5 separate regions of the Mus musculus genome follow, and regions 2, 3, 4 and 5 are each linked to region 1. Evidence: chromatin contacts called from public HiChIP or PLAC-seq data. All regions are on one chromosome and are shown on one strand. Each heading gives the region's core, a stretch centred on a gene start, on an enhancer-like site or on the middle of the called end of the contact. The rest is flanking DNA. Distances are from core to core; before and after follow the strand shown.

Region 1 (3,327 bases), core at 459-2,958:
CCAGAGGTTGCCCTGGCAGGAGCGGGATGGGGCCTGGCGAGGACTCGCCTTTGTCCAGCTCCTCTAGTTTCCAGAATCATCAGGGTGGGAGGGATAGCATGGGGCTGCTGCAGGGCGGGCATCTGGCTCTTAGATCCTGTGCGGAGTTGTCCTGCTTGGGAGCCTCTGTCACTCTACACCTCGGCAACTTCAGGCCAGTGGGTCCTGTCTCACTGGATCATGGTGGCCCACTGTTTCCCAGGCTCAAAGGGTTAAGCAGGAGCCTGACCGGGAGAAGCGCGATTGGCCCTGGGTCACGGCGGCGTGGAGGTCACAGTTAACTTGGGCTTGTTTGGAGGGTACAGCGACTGCCCTAGCCCTTCAGCTGCAGTGCCCAGGCCCTGAGTGCCAGATGGGAAGAGGGTACCAGAATGGGAAACCACCACTCCCCACCACCACCCAGCCGCAGCAGTAGCAGCAGCAGTTGCAGGAGTAGCAGCAGCAGCAGCAGCAGCCGCTAAGCTGGGCAGGGGCTTTGAGTGTGGGACATTAGCAGAGCTCTGTGTCCCTCAAGGGCTGCATCCGCCTGCTTCTCGCATCTCTGCTCCTGCTCACCAGCCAGAAGACAGGGGGAAAAGTGGGCAACCCGGGTCCTGGGGAGGGATGGAGGGAAACAATCAACTCCCACTCCCCCAACCCTAGCTCAGTGAAACCCAGTGCAAGTCTCACTAAAAAGGCGCATCCAAACTGTAAGGATCTCTCTTCACCCCCTAATGAAAGGCAGGCGTCACAATGTGAAGTAACAGGAAGGCGCGAGGAAATAAATGCACGTGTTTTCTCTTTTTGTTTCCTTGGTGTTTGGAATTCGCAGAGTTCTTTTCAATTGTGGCTACTAATTTATTCGTTTCCTCGGTCAAAGGGGGGCGTTAAGAGATGGATCATAGCGCAAACTAAGATCTAGCTGAGACCCCACCTCACAAGTTTCCCAAGACCAACTCTTCCGCTCACCAGGAGCGGGAAGAGCCCTTTCTTTTAAGCGACCCAAACTCTCCATTGTACAAAAGCGCCAACCCCCCGCCCCGCACTCCGTCGCCTTTGCAAACCACCTCTCCTAGATAACTATCAAGTTCTCCAGGAACCCAACTTGCGCTTGGTCACATTCGCTCTGCTTAATGTGGAGAATAGTGTCAAAGAGGGGTCCAGGCTGAAACGGGAGGCTCTGACGCCCCATTCCTACACCCGCGGGCTGGGATCCTGGTTTCTGGCAGCCTCGGAAGGCTGAAGCCAGCCCGGATGGTGGTTATTTCTCCAGAGAAAGGAGGAGAAAGAGCGCACCACAATCTTGCACTTTGGGTCGGAAGTGCGCGGTGTGTGTGTGTGTGTGTGTGTGTGTGTGTGTGTGTGTGTGTGTAGAAGAGGGAGGGAAAACGCACCCTCCACTGCTCGTTATTCCCTTGCACCGGCCAAGCGCTCGCCAAGCCTCCCGGTGCATCCTTCCTCCTTCACCCCCTCCTCCTCTCAGCTGGGCTCGCGCGGCGCTGCTGGAGCAGCCAGTGAAAGCAACATCCTGGAAAGAGGGGGGAGCAACAGTGCCCCCCAAAAGGGAGAAAAGGCCCCACCCTGACACGTTTTGCTGTTTGCAAGTCCCTCGCACACCCCCCGCACCTCCTCCTCGCCACCCCCCCCCACCTCAGCCCGCTGCGCGCACATCAAAGCGCCTCTCCGCCGCGCACAGTGGCCGCGGCTCACTAATGGGATTGCAGGCTGGTGCCTGGCTCCGCTGCTGCCGCCGCTCGCGCCGCTGCTGCCGCCGCCGCCCGAACCCGAGCCCGAGCCCCCGCCAGCCCGAGCCCAGAGCAGCCGCGCCTGGGGCTCCAAGCCGCGGCGATGATCCGAATCTTTCCGGATTTCAGCGTGCAGGTGACGGCCGCGGCGGCCGGCGGGGCAGCCGCTGGGGTACCGGCCGGTGCGGGCATGGGGAGGGCCGGCGCCGCGGCCAACGGCACCCCGCAGAACGTCCAGGGCATCACCTCCTACCAGCAGCGGTGAGTAGTCCCGTCCGAGCTGGGATAGTGCCCCCGTCTCGGGTACTGGGGTGGGACTCACTTTGCTCTTGTTTTGTGCCTTACAACACACATGCACCTCGTCAGGGCTTACTTTGCCTGCCCCTGTGCTATAGAAGGAGGGGGGGGGGGATACACAATCCGAATTGAAAAGCACTCTAGTGCACTGGCGAAGTGAAGTCATCCTTTGCCCTCTGCCAGGCCCCGAACGTTGAGCCTCAGCCCCGAGTAGCCAGAGAGTTCCAGTCAAGTCTGAGACGCTGCAGGAGATGCTTTTGCAAAGTTTGGGCTTCCTGCCCCCTTTCAGCAAAATGTTCTCAATGCCTCCGCGGGTGCGAATCCGCGCTGACGGACAGCCAGGGGAGCAATTGATCATCGGAGGCTGATTGATCATTTGTTTCCAAATAGGACAGAGACGATTTTCATGTGCAGAGATAGACTTGCGTTTCTACCTAATAGTGTGAGATCCTGTCACCTGTTACTACAGGGAATACAACGTGAAATCCGAATCTCTTAGGCGCTGTTAACTATCTTAAACGCATTATGATGCAAATGGATGGGATTCCGAGATCCAAGTTAGGAAGCAAATTTTACAAAAGTTAGGCTTGGTGGTGAAAGGGAAGTTTTAATATAGAAATTGTTTTTAGTTTTCTAAAGATAGTCTCTAGATTCAAAATAATTGTCATTAAAACACTGAGCAACCTTTGATTGAGGAAGGAAATAAAGAGAAATTTACCATCAACAGCTTTCTAACCCTAAAGTTTTCCCTTTAAGGATAACTTTCGATGTTCTAAGATTTTATTGAAAATGGGATTCACAAAATCGCTATGAGAAAAACTAACAATATAATCAAAAAGGTAAACTCTCTATTCATGAGGCTCAATTTTATGGTAGATGGAAGAAAAAAAAGCACATGAGAGTGTGAAATTAAATATTTGTGTTTCCCAGATTGTACACGATTAAACATCTGAGAGATTTGCCAATGGCATTTAACTTAAAATATACATAATGCATAATTCAAATTCCCATTTTACCTCATCTTTGAAACTTCATTGATTTGAGAGCCTTTGGTTTGAAACAATAGTATTTAAACTGCAAAGGTTACAGTAATCTGTCATTGCTATGTTTTGTGCCTTCTAACCAATGGCCCAGTGACCAGATTTTGCCTAACACAGTATTTTCCAAGTTCATGTAATTGCAAATATTCTGTAGAAGACTTCATTACATGCTCTGCTTATTGTCAAAAGTTTTAAAAAGAAGTCGTGGAAATAACTCTAAAGGGGCA
Region 2 (3,209 bases), core at 668-3,167, 520 kb after region 1:
TTCAATACAGACGTGTAACCCCATTAACATTAATAGGACTTACACTCACATATTGATGGCAAGTAAATCCCTAATTAGCAGTGAGAACTGTTAACACCCCCACTGTGATAATACCTCTGAAAGATTTTAATGTCCCTGTGATAATAGGTGCATCTTTAAAATTTTTGTTTAAACAGTGAAGTTGTCACACATTCTAGTGTATGATTTCTCTACCTGTAATGTGCCAAGTAGTATGTTCTTACCAGTGGAGTCTGGGCCTGAGTCTATGAAGAACAGGGGGGTCTTTTTTTGTCCCTTACTTGAGGGACGTGAATATCTCAAGCGCAGAGAAGAGTCGCCCAGTCTCTGCTCTGCAGAGGATGGTTGTCATCTGCACAGACTGTAGATTTCAGTGTAGCACTAATACCTAGCGCAGTGGCCTTTCATCCCTTTTACTGTGTAATATGCAGGTAGGAGCCTCATTGGGTAGGGTCTGGCTCCCCTTGGTATGGAAAGGGACAGGGATTGAAGCAAGGCGCTTCCTGTCCACAGCGATGTGTTATTGATGAGCTGGCATTTGCCCTGTGGCCCTCCCAGAGGGCCGCTCACATCTATTACTCACACACATCGATTGGTTAATTTGATAATTCTATCACCAATCGGCTGGTGTCTGACCTTTCACCACGGCAATGATGGCAGCCTCTTCATTTTTACATTGCAGACCAGTTAGATTGACCTTTTTGAGGAGAATGTCAAGGCATCCCTTGATCTTAGCCTGTCACTGGATTTGTTAGAACCGCACTGTCCCTTAACCTTGATTTATGGTGTTTCAGTGCTCAGGATGTGTGTTTGGTTTGTTTTCAAAATACCTCTGGAGCCCTGGCGATCAGGCCTGGAGCCTGGCTGAGAAAGTCACACACTCACTGCGCACGCGCGCGCTCCATGCTCAGAAGTCATCTACGGCTCTGTTTTTCTTTCCTTTGGCAAGTCAGCTTACACTTCCCGGGAAATTCCTCATCATCATTTTGGTAGCAAACGGAAACGCTAGGCCAACTTTCCCAGGATTTTTGGGAATTTGCTTCTGTTCACAGATTGATGAAACTGGTAGGACCTCTTTTAAAATCCCCAGTAAACCAGGGGAAGTCCGATGGTAAAGTGTTGTTTGCTCTCCTGGTTTTTCCTTTTCTTCACCTACCTAATTTATACTCTTGCCAGAGGGGAGAAATTGTCTCTTCTGCACACGGCTCCTTGGGGAGCGATACAAGGGCGTCGCTTTGTGCCTCTGAAATTGTGGATTTGCTTTTCAGTTCCACTACGGACAAAATGAAAGGGAACTTTCTCCCGGGTCCTTCCCAGTGTGTTTGTGCACCCGCGTGGTGTATATTTGCGGATGAATTTGTGGATGACACATGTGCACCGTTGATCCAGGCACCGTGTCACCTCAGCTGGGGTGAGCGCCAAGCAAGGGAGACCTAGCTAAAATCAGAGGGTTTGACTAAAAAGCAGCCAAACCAATTTTGCTAAAATTTAGTAAAATCAAAACTCTGCTCCCAGGATTGAGAAGTTGCATGCCAAATTTCAGCCTGAAGCGAATTTAAATGGCTGAGTTATAAACCTTTCATAAAGGATGTTTTGTCACTCAGTAAAGATAAAAAGGCTCCTTTTTTGAAAAGGAAATTATCTAGGCACATAGTCTTCAGCGGGGATTGTTGCCGTTTATTTAAAGAAAACACAATTTTAAATGACTGGGTTTTGGAGGACTGGAAGCAGCAACTGTGTCTGAGCAGTAATTATGTTTCATAATTTTGTTTAGCAAGTATTACATATTATATGAATAGCATCATCGTGGAAATGATTAGCATTCATACTATGCAAAATTCTGCATATTAAGAGCTGAACAGTAGTGTCCCACATACAATACATTGTAATGGCTCCAAATTACATTGTGTCCAAGGAGCAGTCGGTTCCTAGGCCTCCCTGCATGGTGCAGGCTTAGAGCAGGCCTTGGCTTCCCGCAGCCCCATTAAAGAAACACCTCAGCTTGGACCAGCAGTTCCCTCAATGATGCTTTGGTTTCTGTGTGTGCTGTGAGCCTGGCAAAGTACCTGCTGGCCTGGATCTGCCTTCTGGACACGGTGACACCATGGGAATGGAAGGGTTTGCTGACTGCAAGGTTTCTGTTATGAGTCTTGTGTTTGGAGTCCCTGTGTAAATTGTCTCTTAGCTTGGAAGGGACACTGAATCCATACCAGTACTATCTCAGCTGCAGAGTCCTGCGGAGGTTGGGAATGGGAAAGGGGCCAGATCTTTACTTTTGGGAAACCCATTCTCTGAAGGAAAGTTGTTATTAGGTGGGTGTTATTAATGTTGTTGAAAAGCTCTGAAAGAAGTGAAAATATGTCTTAAAATTTTCACTTTTTGGCCACACTTGTAATCTAGGACCCAAGTTTGCAAGTTTGACGCTATCCTGTACGCTATAGAAAGGCTCTGTCTCAAAGTATGCATGTGTGCAGCTGAGAGAGAGAGAGAGAGAGAGAGAGAGAGAGAGAGAGAGAGAGAGAGAGAGAGAGAGAGAGAGGAGCATGTGTGAAGAGAAAGGAGGGGATCTTTTAGATATCAAAAAAGAATTCTATGTCTAAGCTTGGTTCTTCTTTGTACTGGGGTCTCAGAAACGGTTAGGACCCATTTATTGTGATTGTTTAATTGGGTTTCTCAAAACTACCAAAGTTTAAGTACTACAAGACCCCACCTCTTTCCCCTTCAAAAGCTAGAGTGTGCATTTCAGATTTAGTCATCTCTGTAAGAAAAAGAGGAGACCAGAAGTGTAGCCCCCCGTTTTCCCATTGCTTATGGACACAGCTTTATTGTTGCAATGCAGTCAACTAAAGAACAGTGCCAAAAAACCGCAGATCACTGGAGTTCTGGTAAATCCCTCCGAACCATGAGCCCTGGTTCCAACGAAGCTCTGTCAACATGGCTTTGAACTGAATGTGCCTCTGGGTTTTTCTGAAGTCCTGCAATGACCCATGGGACAGGGTCTGACCGAGGTACAGTGGAGAACTCTAAATCAGTCACTAATGGCACAGGTTTTCCCGATGTTCAGGGGCACTCGCCTCAACTTCGAGATGCTCCTGCTGTATGCTCCCTCCTCATTTTTTCCTGGTTTCTCCTTACTTCCAACTGTTTGCTCCAGGCAGCCTCCTCAGTGAGGCATCAAAAGAATCAAAAGT
Region 3 (3,119 bases), core at 468-2,967, 580 kb after region 1:
TGCTGAAGGATGCAAAGCCCGGCTCCAGCTGTATCAGTGTGGATCCTGCAGAAGCCCAAGCAGGCAGTCTCAGAAAGGGCAGGATCCTCCTTCTGCCTTGACACATTCTGGCTATGTGACACCAAACCCTGTGCTTAATTTCTCTGAGCTTCTGTTTACCCACAGTAAAGTAGAATTCAGTAATATATACAGACAATGTAATTAGCCTAACATTCCTCAATAGTAACTATTAAGTGATCTGAATATTGGTCCCTGCACCATGTACTCTAATAATAAATGTAATGTATATGTGTTAGTAATAGTTTATTTTATATATATATATATATATATATATATATATATATATGCACATTTAAAATACTTTCTAGAAATCTACAGGATATCAAATAACATTTGGTTTTTTTCTTTCCGTTACTTTTCAAAGCCAACAACTTAACACATGGCACTCTCTGTGTGACCAAGTGCCATGTGTTTTGCCAAAGCAGAGCAGTAATATTTTTAGGTCTTTTAGGACCAGAATAATGTACTATTGTGTTACTCTTGCCAAGGGAAGGTTCCTCCGTTAACTTGAAAGAGATCTCTGAATTCCTGGGGAATGATGGATTTGGGCCCTGAACTCTGATCTGGTTACCTTTGCATTAATTAACACATCACATGAGCAAGAGGAGACAAGGAAAGGGACCAGTGAATATCTATGCAGGAACTGATAGTCCCCTGTGACACACACTGTCAAGCATGTCCTGTGGGATCCCTAGATCCTGAGCACAAGTCACACTGAGGTTCACCTGCTGCCCCTGGGGGGTGTGGCAAGTGGGACTCTCTCAAAGGTGACACATTGACAATATACCCAGGCCTGTAGTCTATTTGGTTAGATGTTGATCAAGACATTCATCTCTCTCTGGACTGGATGTCAGGCTTGAACTCAAATCCCAGAGGAAGCAAATGAGCTCTCTGATAACACAGCTTCCAGAAAGTGGGATTTGGATATACAAGCAAACCCAGTCCACGTCGTAGGCTCAGAAGCACGTAGCCTTGTTCTTTTTGTGTCTTAGGTTGCTGTAGCCCATCTTCTCTTCTATACTGATCCTTCTCTTCTAGGAATGAGCGTGAGAAAGAAAGAGAGGGAGGGAGGGAGAAGGAGAGAGGGAGAGAGAGCCAGTGTTTTCTCATCTGAAAGGTTTAGAGTCACACGGTACAAGAAAGGTGTGTCATGGTTTGTTTTCATGGGATTCGTTTGTAGTGTCGAGTCAAATTTGACCCAATACACTCAGTTTCATGCTGAGGCTGGGGAGATGTGTCCTTGGGCAATGGCAATGCATTTGCCACTGACTTAGCGGGGAAGGAAGACAAGGAATTCAGGAGGAACCCAGCCCTTTCCTGTGTACTCTGAAGTGGGGGGTTTCCTTCTTTCCTGTAAGCAGATCCACGTGGACCCTTGGGCTCTGTTCAGGCTCTCTCAAGTTGGGAGCCTAATCTGTGCCTTCTCTATCATTGCCTCAAACAACCGAAGGCATGTGCAGCATTTTCGTGCATTTTATCAAAGCGTGGTTGCATCCAAAAGCAACAAAGGACCTTAATTTTTTTTTCTTTCTGACTCTTTTAACTGTTGCTAAAACAGAGGGGGGAAGATAGATCTGAGAGCCAGGGTCAGTGAAGACGTCAGGGTTTGGAGGGAACACTGCACCGGGCAGGGACCATGTTATTCATGGGTGTATTGTTTCCAGTCTGAGCCGGAATCAGAAGAGCATCACAGATGCCTGACACATTGGACAGGGAACACGTGTGTGCAGTTAGATCACGGGGAACTTACTTTTTTTTTTACTGATGTAATTGTGAAATATGTTCTTTTTACATTCATAATGAGGGGGTGGAACAGATGGTGAGGGCTTGATTTAAAATAATCTGTCATTAAAATACCCTAGCTTACTGGGAGCTCTTCTCTTTAGCTGGTGTTAGGTCATAGGAAAAGAATTCAGGGTGATCTCTTTCCCCTTCCACACTGGAAAAAAGGAAGCCCTAATTTCACGGTGGTAATAGACATGTGAATTGCCCTTATGATGGTCTCCTAGTAAGGTTTTACTCTGAGAAGTCTGGCTGTGGTGGAATGTGCTTTAAAGGGAAAGCAGAGACAAAACTCTGACAAATAAAAATCCATTTATCCCAATGCATTAAACACCCATACCCCTCCGTCATGAAACTGCTTAGTTCCCTACTCTGCAGAGGGACCAACCTCATCCCTTGATAAACACTATGAGGTGCATCCAGCTTTGGGGGCTAAGAAACAGTGGCTCACACTGTCTGCATTATGTGATGTCAGGGGATATAAATTATAATTACAGGCATTATTATTCCAAGACACTGTAGCTCCTGACTCCTGCATCTGAGCCTCGCTCCTGGTTGTCTGCCTCCCAAACTCACTGGGATGTGACAAAGGAACTCTCCCATCAGTCCCGTCTGCATGGCCAGGAACTGTTTTCAGTAATAAGAAAACTGTCTTGATAAATCAGATACTTGCATATCTTTATGATGCTGTTTTTTGACTGTTGCTCCTAAGGTTTTGTTCTCTGTCTGCCTTAAGGAAAGCTGCTAGGTTCCAGGCTTGGTGGTAAATCTTCTGAGGAAGGCTGAGCGTTAACGTTTCTGTAGGTTCTTTTTCATCTTAATCCAACCTTAGATAATAATCAGAAAACTCTACATAGTGGGTAAGAAGATGTAATTAACCCTTTGACCCCAGAATCTTAATTGGTGCCTGTTGAAAACAGTGGGCAGTTAGAAAAATATATTTTAGAAAGTAGCCTGTAGTCATCCAACAGATTGGTGTATAGTGGCTCCCTCAACTCAAAAATCTTTAAAATATCCACAGAACTTTCAGATTAATCACATTTGGCTTCCCAAACTACCTATTGAATTATTCCTTCTACCTTCCAATGTCCCTTTAAAATTGGGACACTGAAATTAAATCAATATTAATGTTACCCTTCAAACTGATTTCAATAGCAGGGGTTGGCTAGCTGAGGAGGGGGCAGCCTTGAGGCACAGGGGAGCAGCTTGTGTATAGTAGCTTGACAATGTGTTTTCTATCCCAGTCCCCTTCCTGTTCAGTAGCCGAAAGGTTGTCA
Region 4 (3,010 bases), core at 429-2,928, 620 kb after region 1:
ACCAGACCTGCAGAGCAAAGCGTCTACTGCACACCAACTCACCTTCTGCTTAAGGTAGCAGAGGGATCATGAGGGATCACTGCTACCAGCCTTTGCTGTCAAAAGCCTCTCTACCTTCTCTGAGTCTATACAACTCAAGATAATCTCACAAAGAGTCTCTTGCATTCACTCATTGTCTGTATCCATTCATTCATATTTATTCTGCATATATTTGTTGGCCACTGGCCATGCATTATGCTAGCCCTGGGGGTGCCATAATATTCATAACATCCTGGCCTCTGACTACATGATCCAAAAGACTTTGGTGACAGTGATATCTTTGTTAGGATGTCCTAAGAATGAAGGGATTCATCAGTATCACAAGTCTGACTTGTGTTCTCTGTCATGGCTTCTTTAGCATAGGGATGGCAGTCTAGTGAGTGTCTCCCCTGTGGGAACTCATGGACTCTTGCCAGGTGCCCGTCTCTGTGCTGGACTGCAAAGCCATCTTTCTCCCTCCCTCATGCTACCTGTTCTGTCAGTGTAGATGACTTTAAAACAATGCCTTCTGCTTTTCTTCTTGGTTTCTTAGCATGGTGGCTGGTCTGGTAGGAGCTCCATACAAACATTTACACCAATGCCCATCCCCTCCGTTTGATTAGAAAATGAAAAGGTTTGTTTCCCAGCTACCCAGGGATGAGCTGGAGAAGCACACCAGCTTCTGGCAAGTGGTCAGAGCTCCACATCCGTGTATGGCAATTTGCCACAGACCAACCTTGAAAGGAGTCAAGGCCAAGCAGAATTGCTGAGAGGCGATTTGGGCTGTGTGATCCAAGCCTCTCTGTGTCTTACCAGCATAATCTGATTTGATTCTCAGGGCTTAATTACACCGGTAGAAACCTTATGTAGGAAATTTTCCACCTACCACATCTAATTAGATATGTCCCCCAAAACTTGAACCTTGGGTCACTGCAGTTTACCTAAGCACAGTAAAAGCTCTCTGTCTTAGCTCATTATCCGCATAGCTCCTTCCCCGGGGAGAGTGTATAGCATACCCTTTAACCTGGAAATGATGTGGCTGCCCAGAGGGAGAGAATCCACACACAGAAAAAGAACAATCTGTGGCTGGCCCTGACACTCAGAGTTTGTGTGTGCATGAAGAGGCCCCCCACGTGCCTCTTGAGAGTCTCCAATGCCCCTACCACTGCTACCCAGGCACTGCCTCTCCTTTTATCTTCACAGTATTGCTGTGTGGGAAATAGAGAAGTCTTACCAGTTTTCACAAAGAGAGGGAAATTATAGCTTGCTGACTGACCTCTGAGAGATCAGAAATGTGTGCTGAGTCCACCTCATATTCTCTACGTGTGGGACGGGATGAGTGGCGCAGTCTTGGAATAGGTAGCCTAACTGACTCCTAGCTTGCCCTCTGCCTCCCTCCCCCTACCACGCTTTCATCCCCAGCACAAAGGAAAACCAGCTTGACATAGGCACACTCATCAACTAAGTATTTATAAAGACCCTGAAAGCTGCAGAGAGGAGTATAAAGGCATTTAAGATGTGTGTTCTGTATCATTGGAAAGCTTAAACCTAAATTGTAGAAATAAGGCAGAGACATTAACATTTAAGGGGTGATACATAGTCTCCACTGATGGAGTGCTGGGTGACTCAGTGTCTCAGTAGGACAGAGGCAAGAAAGAACACGTGGCTAAACAGGGAATATAAAATGGGAGTGGACCAGACTATGACTAATGAGTAAAATGGATCTGCTGGGAGAAGGGCATCCATGTGGAGAAAACTAGGTGAGCAAATGCTAGCGACAGAAATAGGCAAAGCATTTTGATGCAAAGCAAATTGCTGAAACACAAATCAGAATTTACATAGAGATGAGGTGGAAAGTCTTTTCAAACTGGTAGACTGGGAACTCTTAAACACCAACTGACCTTTTTAGATAGGAGCATGATGATAATCTTTTAAGGGTGATTCGAGTGACGGAATAAAACAGAGATTCTCTTTTTCCAAACCCTCACCATCCTCTGTGTCTCACAACCTCTGCCTCAACCTCATTTCTCACAGCGTTTAGCAAATCACTAAGCATTCTGCATTATCTAACATACCCCGACATTACAGTGCTACCTAGGGAATTTGTTCTCGGTTTTCCTAAGGTATCACAGCAGGTCAGATGTGATAAAGCTTGTGATGACCTCTGCTTGCATTACCTACATACAGCAGTTGGCCTGGCATGAAACAGACAGTTGTTGTCACTAGAATCCATGCTCCATGGAAGCCAGTGAAATTTCCCTGCCCTACATTTACCCAATGCTTGCTCTGTATGGAGCATGGCACATTATTGACGTGCCATCTCCAGTCCTCCCAACCATTCAGTGAGAAAAGAATGAACAGTGCTGGAGCTCCTCCAGAGCACCATTCATTTTACATGGCAGTGCTAATTGGTTAATTGGTACCAAATTCCCTTCTTTTAACTTCTCCTGGATCTTTTCTATATCTTTTATTCACCTGGAGTACCTGGTATAATTTATGATACATGAAAATGCTCATGCAATTTTAATATGTTTTATTATATTAAATTCCATACAGTATGCTTCTATAATATTTACCCCCAACTCCTTTCTCTAACTTCTCTACTCCGCACCCACCCCCAATTTGATGTCATCCTGGTTTTTTGTTTGTTTGTTTGTTTAATAATCTATGAAGTCCAGTTTGTGCTGCCCACATATGGGTGCAGAGCTATCCAGTGGAGCATAGTCAACCTACCCGGGGTCATGTTTTAAAGAAAACTGACTCGTCCTCCTTCGGAAGTCATCAACTCTCTATAGCTCCTTAGTTAAGAGTGTGGGGACTCTTGAATCTCTTCCCCTAGCTACTTGCTGGATTACTTACTGTCTGGCTTGGTTGTGTGCCGGTTCTTTGCAAGAAACTACAGCTGCTTGAGTGTATGAGTCCTATGTCCTTGTGGGGTCTAGAAGACATTGTTTTGTTCCTGTGCTCCCAGATCTCTGGATTTTAAAAACCT
Region 5 (3,242 bases), core at 437-2,936, 600 kb after region 1:
TCCATTTACTCATAGGCAAGAGGGAGAGAAGGCTGTATAGACAGATGATTAGGTGGTCAGAACATATTTATACAGTATCTTCCCCAAGAATCATGAGAAGCTGTCACTGGGAAAACCAAACCAAAGACCCACAGAAAGGATGCAACTGGTTATCTAAACTAGAATAGGAAAAAGCCATTCCACCCTCTAGGGAGAAGATGGCCAGTATTCTGGATCACTGGGGAAGGCTGACCCCTGATGCCATGGGTTAAAGGGCAAGAGGAACGCGTGTATTCAGGACATCTTGGTACACTTCCAAGTCATTTGATGGTAAAGAAAGGAGTAAGGGAGCAAGGAAAGGCTTGAGAATTGTCTAGGAAGAGAAAAAGCAGACAGATGACATGTTGAAATTGAAGCAACTTCCACACTAGGTTGTAAGGCCGGAACAGGGCTAGGGGGAGTCACTAAAGGTTTGAGAGAAGGGCCATGGTTTTGAAAGGAGAAGGATGACAGTGGAAAGGAACCACTTAAGTAAGGCAAGCTCTCCTCTCACATGTCTGCTGCAATCAAGCTGAAGGATGGGTCTCATGGACAGGCATGGAGAAAGGAGGTGAGCCAGAAAGGGATCCACCCCAGTTCTCACCTGTGTGCTAAGACTAGCCAACTGCGGTCTCATCATGCAGGGTTGCAACCATGATGGCAAACACATGGAAAGGTCAGAGCAGAACAGGCCAACCGTGGACGGAGGGCAGGGTGGTGCCGTCTCTTCTCTGCCAAGCCTTATAAAGATGTGGTATGGGAAACGTGGTAGGTAATGGTGGGTTCTGCTATAGACAACCCCCACTGCATTGCCTGCTGTCCTGTCGCTGAGTGTCACTCTTTAGCCACACCATGCATCTGCTGCCCAGGTCCTTCCCGTTACTTACTGTTGAGCAAGACTACCAAGCTAATCAGAACCTCGGACTGCATTCGTCAGTTCCCACCCCATTCTATTCTGAACCATCTTCACCGAAAGGGAGCATTTTTAATATTTGTAACTTGGAGCTTCTCTGACCTCACAGTCCGAGTCCGTGGGATAAGTCATTTTACCAGGTCCCTCTGGATTTGTAGGCTCCCCAGCTGCCCCTCAGTGTTGCTTGCTACAGCGATCTATTGTGGCGGTGATACAGCGTCTGTCTCAGAAAGCATGGGCAGCACAGCCCTGCAGGAAGCGCTCAGTGAAGGAGGCTGCTTGTGTCATCATTTAGAGTGTATATTATTGTAAAGTTTCAAAAACACCTCCAGGGTTTAAAGATTCATTTCCAAATCTTACCTTTTAGCCGGCAGTGATCAGAGGGAAGGCTGTTTAATAATTCTCACCGCACTCCACCTGCCTCGGTGACGATTTGGCTCGTGTCAAAATAGATTACATTAAACTTTGGAAATGTATCTCAATCCTGGCTTCTGGGGCTTGGAGAAGAAGAAACGGAACAAGGAGAGAAGATGGAGAAGAAGAAAGAGGAAGCTCATAAAGAATAAACGCCCCACCCCCATAGCCCTCCCTGTTCTTTGCACTCCGTAGTAGAGACCTGTGGCCAACTACCTACCGTTCTACAAATATTTAAATGGAATGTGTAAAGTAAGCCGTGATCTATGCCTGCTTGCAAAAGTGGGCCTATTAAAGGAAACAAATGTGTGTCTGTTTCCAGCCGAGGCTGTAATGTGTGGGCTAGTGTTCGTGCCAGCTTTGCTCTGCATTCAGTGTCATAAAGCACACAGTTTATGGTACCGTATGAATTTGTGGGGCTGATTGTTTTATTATATTCGAGTGTAAATTCTGCGTCCCTTTTGGTTCCACCACCATTCCCAGAGAATACAGGTTTTGTGCTGATACGCTGTTTCCCAGCTCTAGGCATGGCCTGCGCCTACTCCTGACTGTAATTTACTTTCTGGTGTCTGTCGCCTTAAGCTTGCCTTCTGACTAGCTTGTTGAATGATGTGCTAATCCATTATATTTTTCAGACAAGTGTATCGACCAGTATAAACAGACTGGAGGGCACAAACCTAAATGAAAGCTATACTTCCCTGAATCATTTAAGAAGCTACGGCGTGGTGGCAGTGTGAAATAACCCGGCTCTCTACATTAAGTAAAGAAGAGATCTCAACAAATAAAACACAACATTGAGATCTCCCCTGCCTGTGGGCGGGAGGCCCCCCACTTCACCTGCTGGCACTGACTCACCTCTCTTGTTTGAGCCGGATGAGAAGAGAATGCTGTTCACGCGTTCTCTTCTGATCTACATCTGGACTGACACCCAGGGCTCAGCTTGCCCTGCCACCTGCGAGGCATTCTTGCTGGATCCTGAGTGTGTTTCATTTGAAGTCACAGACATTACTGTGTCATGTTTATACAAATAAAGAGCAGAAAGCAGGCACTTGAGGAACTACAACAGGAAAAAGTAATTAGCCTTGGATTATAATCCTCCAAGTCCTGCTCTTTGAAAGAGGTGTGAGAATAGACCGGAAGGGGTTTGAGGGAAGGACATGTCAAATATGAATCTTTCTTTTAAAAAGAATGTGTCTGTGGGGCCCAAACTGTATCATTTGCAAGGCCAAAGCCACAGTGGCATTACTTCTCTCAGTAAGAGAACTACTACTCTCGGGCTAGGACGTAGCTCAGTCAGTAAAGCTCTCATCAGCTGAGAGGATCTTCGTTCAAACCCCAGCACTAATTCAAAAAGCCAGGCACAGTAGAACAATTTTAGCAACACCCACCTAACTTTCACATAGACACACACACACACACACACACACACACACACACACACACACACAATTTATCTACATCACTGAGGAAAGAAAGCAAGCTACTGGTACTTCATTTTGTTTCGTCTAAGCTACCTGTCTAAGCTACCACATAGTTGGTACCAAGCCATGTGGAGGAAATAGCAAAGCAGTTCCCTGATTCCCTGATGAGAAACAGGGTTCATTTTCTTCCCAGGGGCCTTTGATGCATGTTGCTTTTATGCCCAGTTGTACTAAGGATTACTTGTTCCTCCTTAGATTACATATTAAAACCATCACATTCTTCTGATATCGCTGTGCCACTTTCTGGGGGTTTAAGCTTAAGTGTGTGCTTCCTCGTTCTGCTCCTTAGTGGTGAGGTACAGCCCACAGCAGTTGCCTCAGAGTACGTGCCTGGAGCCCTCCCTGGATGATGACAGTGATCCCAGTTTGGGGACTCCTCTAGCATGGCATGGGGAACCCTCCCTACCTGCCCAGCA

The links. HiChIP or PLAC-seq counts read pairs in DNA pulled down with a chosen protein or histone mark.
Region 2: a contact with region 1 is called in an H3K27ac HiChIP or PLAC-seq map of SST interneurons, with 5 times the contacts expected there. The contact joins the enhancer-like site here to the promoter of Npas3 in region 1. A contact is called at or near these places in 3 of 39 promoter capture datasets (the 3T3-L1 cell line, hippocampal neurons and pre-B cells), 5 of 484 Hi-C or Micro-C datasets (cortical neurons, frontal cortex and uterus), 14 of 115 datasets of contacts at active chromatin or transcription factors (SST interneurons, VIP interneurons, astrocytes and 10 more) and 3 of 9 other capture datasets (adipose tissue, embryonic stem cells and liver).
Region 3: an H3K4me3 HiChIP or PLAC-seq map of embryonic forebrain shows a contact between it and region 1, with 6 times the contacts expected there. The contact joins the enhancer-like site here to the promoter of Npas3 in region 1. A contact is called at or near these places in 9 of 39 promoter capture datasets (the 3T3-L1 cell line, 3T3-L1-derived adipocytes, the C10 cell line and 5 more), 4 of 484 Hi-C or Micro-C datasets (cerebral cortex, cortical neurons, palatal mesenchyme and 1 more) and 9 of 115 datasets of contacts at active chromatin or transcription factors (VIP interneurons, astrocytes, craniofacial prominence and 6 more).
Region 4: an H3K4me3 HiChIP or PLAC-seq map of neural tube shows a contact between it and region 1, with 6 times the contacts expected there. The contact joins the enhancer-like site here to the promoter of Npas3 in region 1. A contact is called at or near these places in 6 of 39 promoter capture datasets (the 3T3-L1 cell line, 3T3-L1-derived adipocytes, cranial neural crest and 3 more), 7 of 115 datasets of contacts at active chromatin or transcription factors (embryonic forebrain, embryonic hindbrain, embryonic limb bud and 4 more) and 2 of 9 other capture datasets (embryonic tail and pancreatic islet).
Region 5: an H3K27ac HiChIP or PLAC-seq map of oligodendrocyte precursor cells shows a contact between it and region 1, with 5 times the contacts expected there. The contact joins the enhancer-like site here to the promoter of Npas3 in region 1. A contact is called at or near these places in 11 of 39 promoter capture datasets (the 3T3-L1 cell line, 3T3-L1-derived adipocytes, the HPC-7 cell line and 6 more), 2 of 484 Hi-C or Micro-C datasets (cerebral cortex and cortical neurons), 9 of 115 datasets of contacts at active chromatin or transcription factors (astrocytes, craniofacial prominence, embryonic basal ganglia and 6 more) and 1 of 9 other capture datasets (embryonic stem cells).

The regions. Positions count from the first base shown.
Region 1 is chr12:53,246,724-53,250,050 of GRCm38.p6, forward strand. Npas3 (neuronal PAS domain protein 3) reads left to right here and starts at 1,709. Exons shown (of 12, transcript NM_001370962.1): 1 at 1,709-2,024. The coding sequence starts at 1,867.
Region 2 is chr12:53,767,679-53,770,887 of GRCm38.p6, forward strand. The region is part of intron 4 of Npas3 (neuronal PAS domain protein 3); the gene reads left to right. Among named protein-coding and RNA genes, the nearest start is that of Gm35614, 63 kb to the right of the region's middle. Within about 2 kb of position 1,918, at least 12 of the 459 cell types and tissues checked have an H3K27ac peak or open chromatin away from gene starts, as enhancers often do. A contact at or near this core is called in SST interneurons, where this site is marked.
Region 3 is chr12:53,824,679-53,827,797 of GRCm38.p6, forward strand. All of the region lies in intron 4 of Npas3 (neuronal PAS domain protein 3), which reads left to right. Among named protein-coding and RNA genes, the nearest start is that of Gm35614, 5.6 kb to the right of the region's middle. Within about 2 kb of position 1,718, at least 19 of the 459 cell types and tissues checked have an H3K27ac peak or open chromatin away from gene starts, as enhancers often do. A contact at or near this core is called in VIP interneurons, embryonic forebrain and hippocampal neurons, where this site is marked.
Region 4 is chr12:53,864,198-53,867,207 of GRCm38.p6, forward strand. All of the region lies in intron 5 of Npas3 (neuronal PAS domain protein 3), which reads left to right. Gm35614 (a long non-coding RNA gene) reads left to right here. Exons shown (of 2, transcript XR_381599.3): 2 at 1-3,010. Among named protein-coding and RNA genes, the nearest start is that of Gm35614, 34 kb to the left of the region's middle. Within about 2 kb of position 1,679, at least 18 of the 459 cell types and tissues checked have an H3K27ac peak or open chromatin away from gene starts, as enhancers often do.
Region 5 is chr12:53,844,770-53,848,011 of GRCm38.p6, forward strand. The region is part of intron 5 of Npas3 (neuronal PAS domain protein 3); the gene reads left to right. It overlaps Gm35614 (a long non-coding RNA gene), which reads left to right. Exons shown (of 2, transcript XR_381599.3): 2 at 1,299-3,242. Among named protein-coding and RNA genes, the nearest start is that of Gm35614, 15 kb to the left of the region's middle. Within about 2 kb of position 1,687, at least 19 of the 459 cell types and tissues checked have an H3K27ac peak or open chromatin away from gene starts, as enhancers often do. A contact at or near this core is called in embryonic limb bud and oligodendrocyte precursor cells, where this site is marked.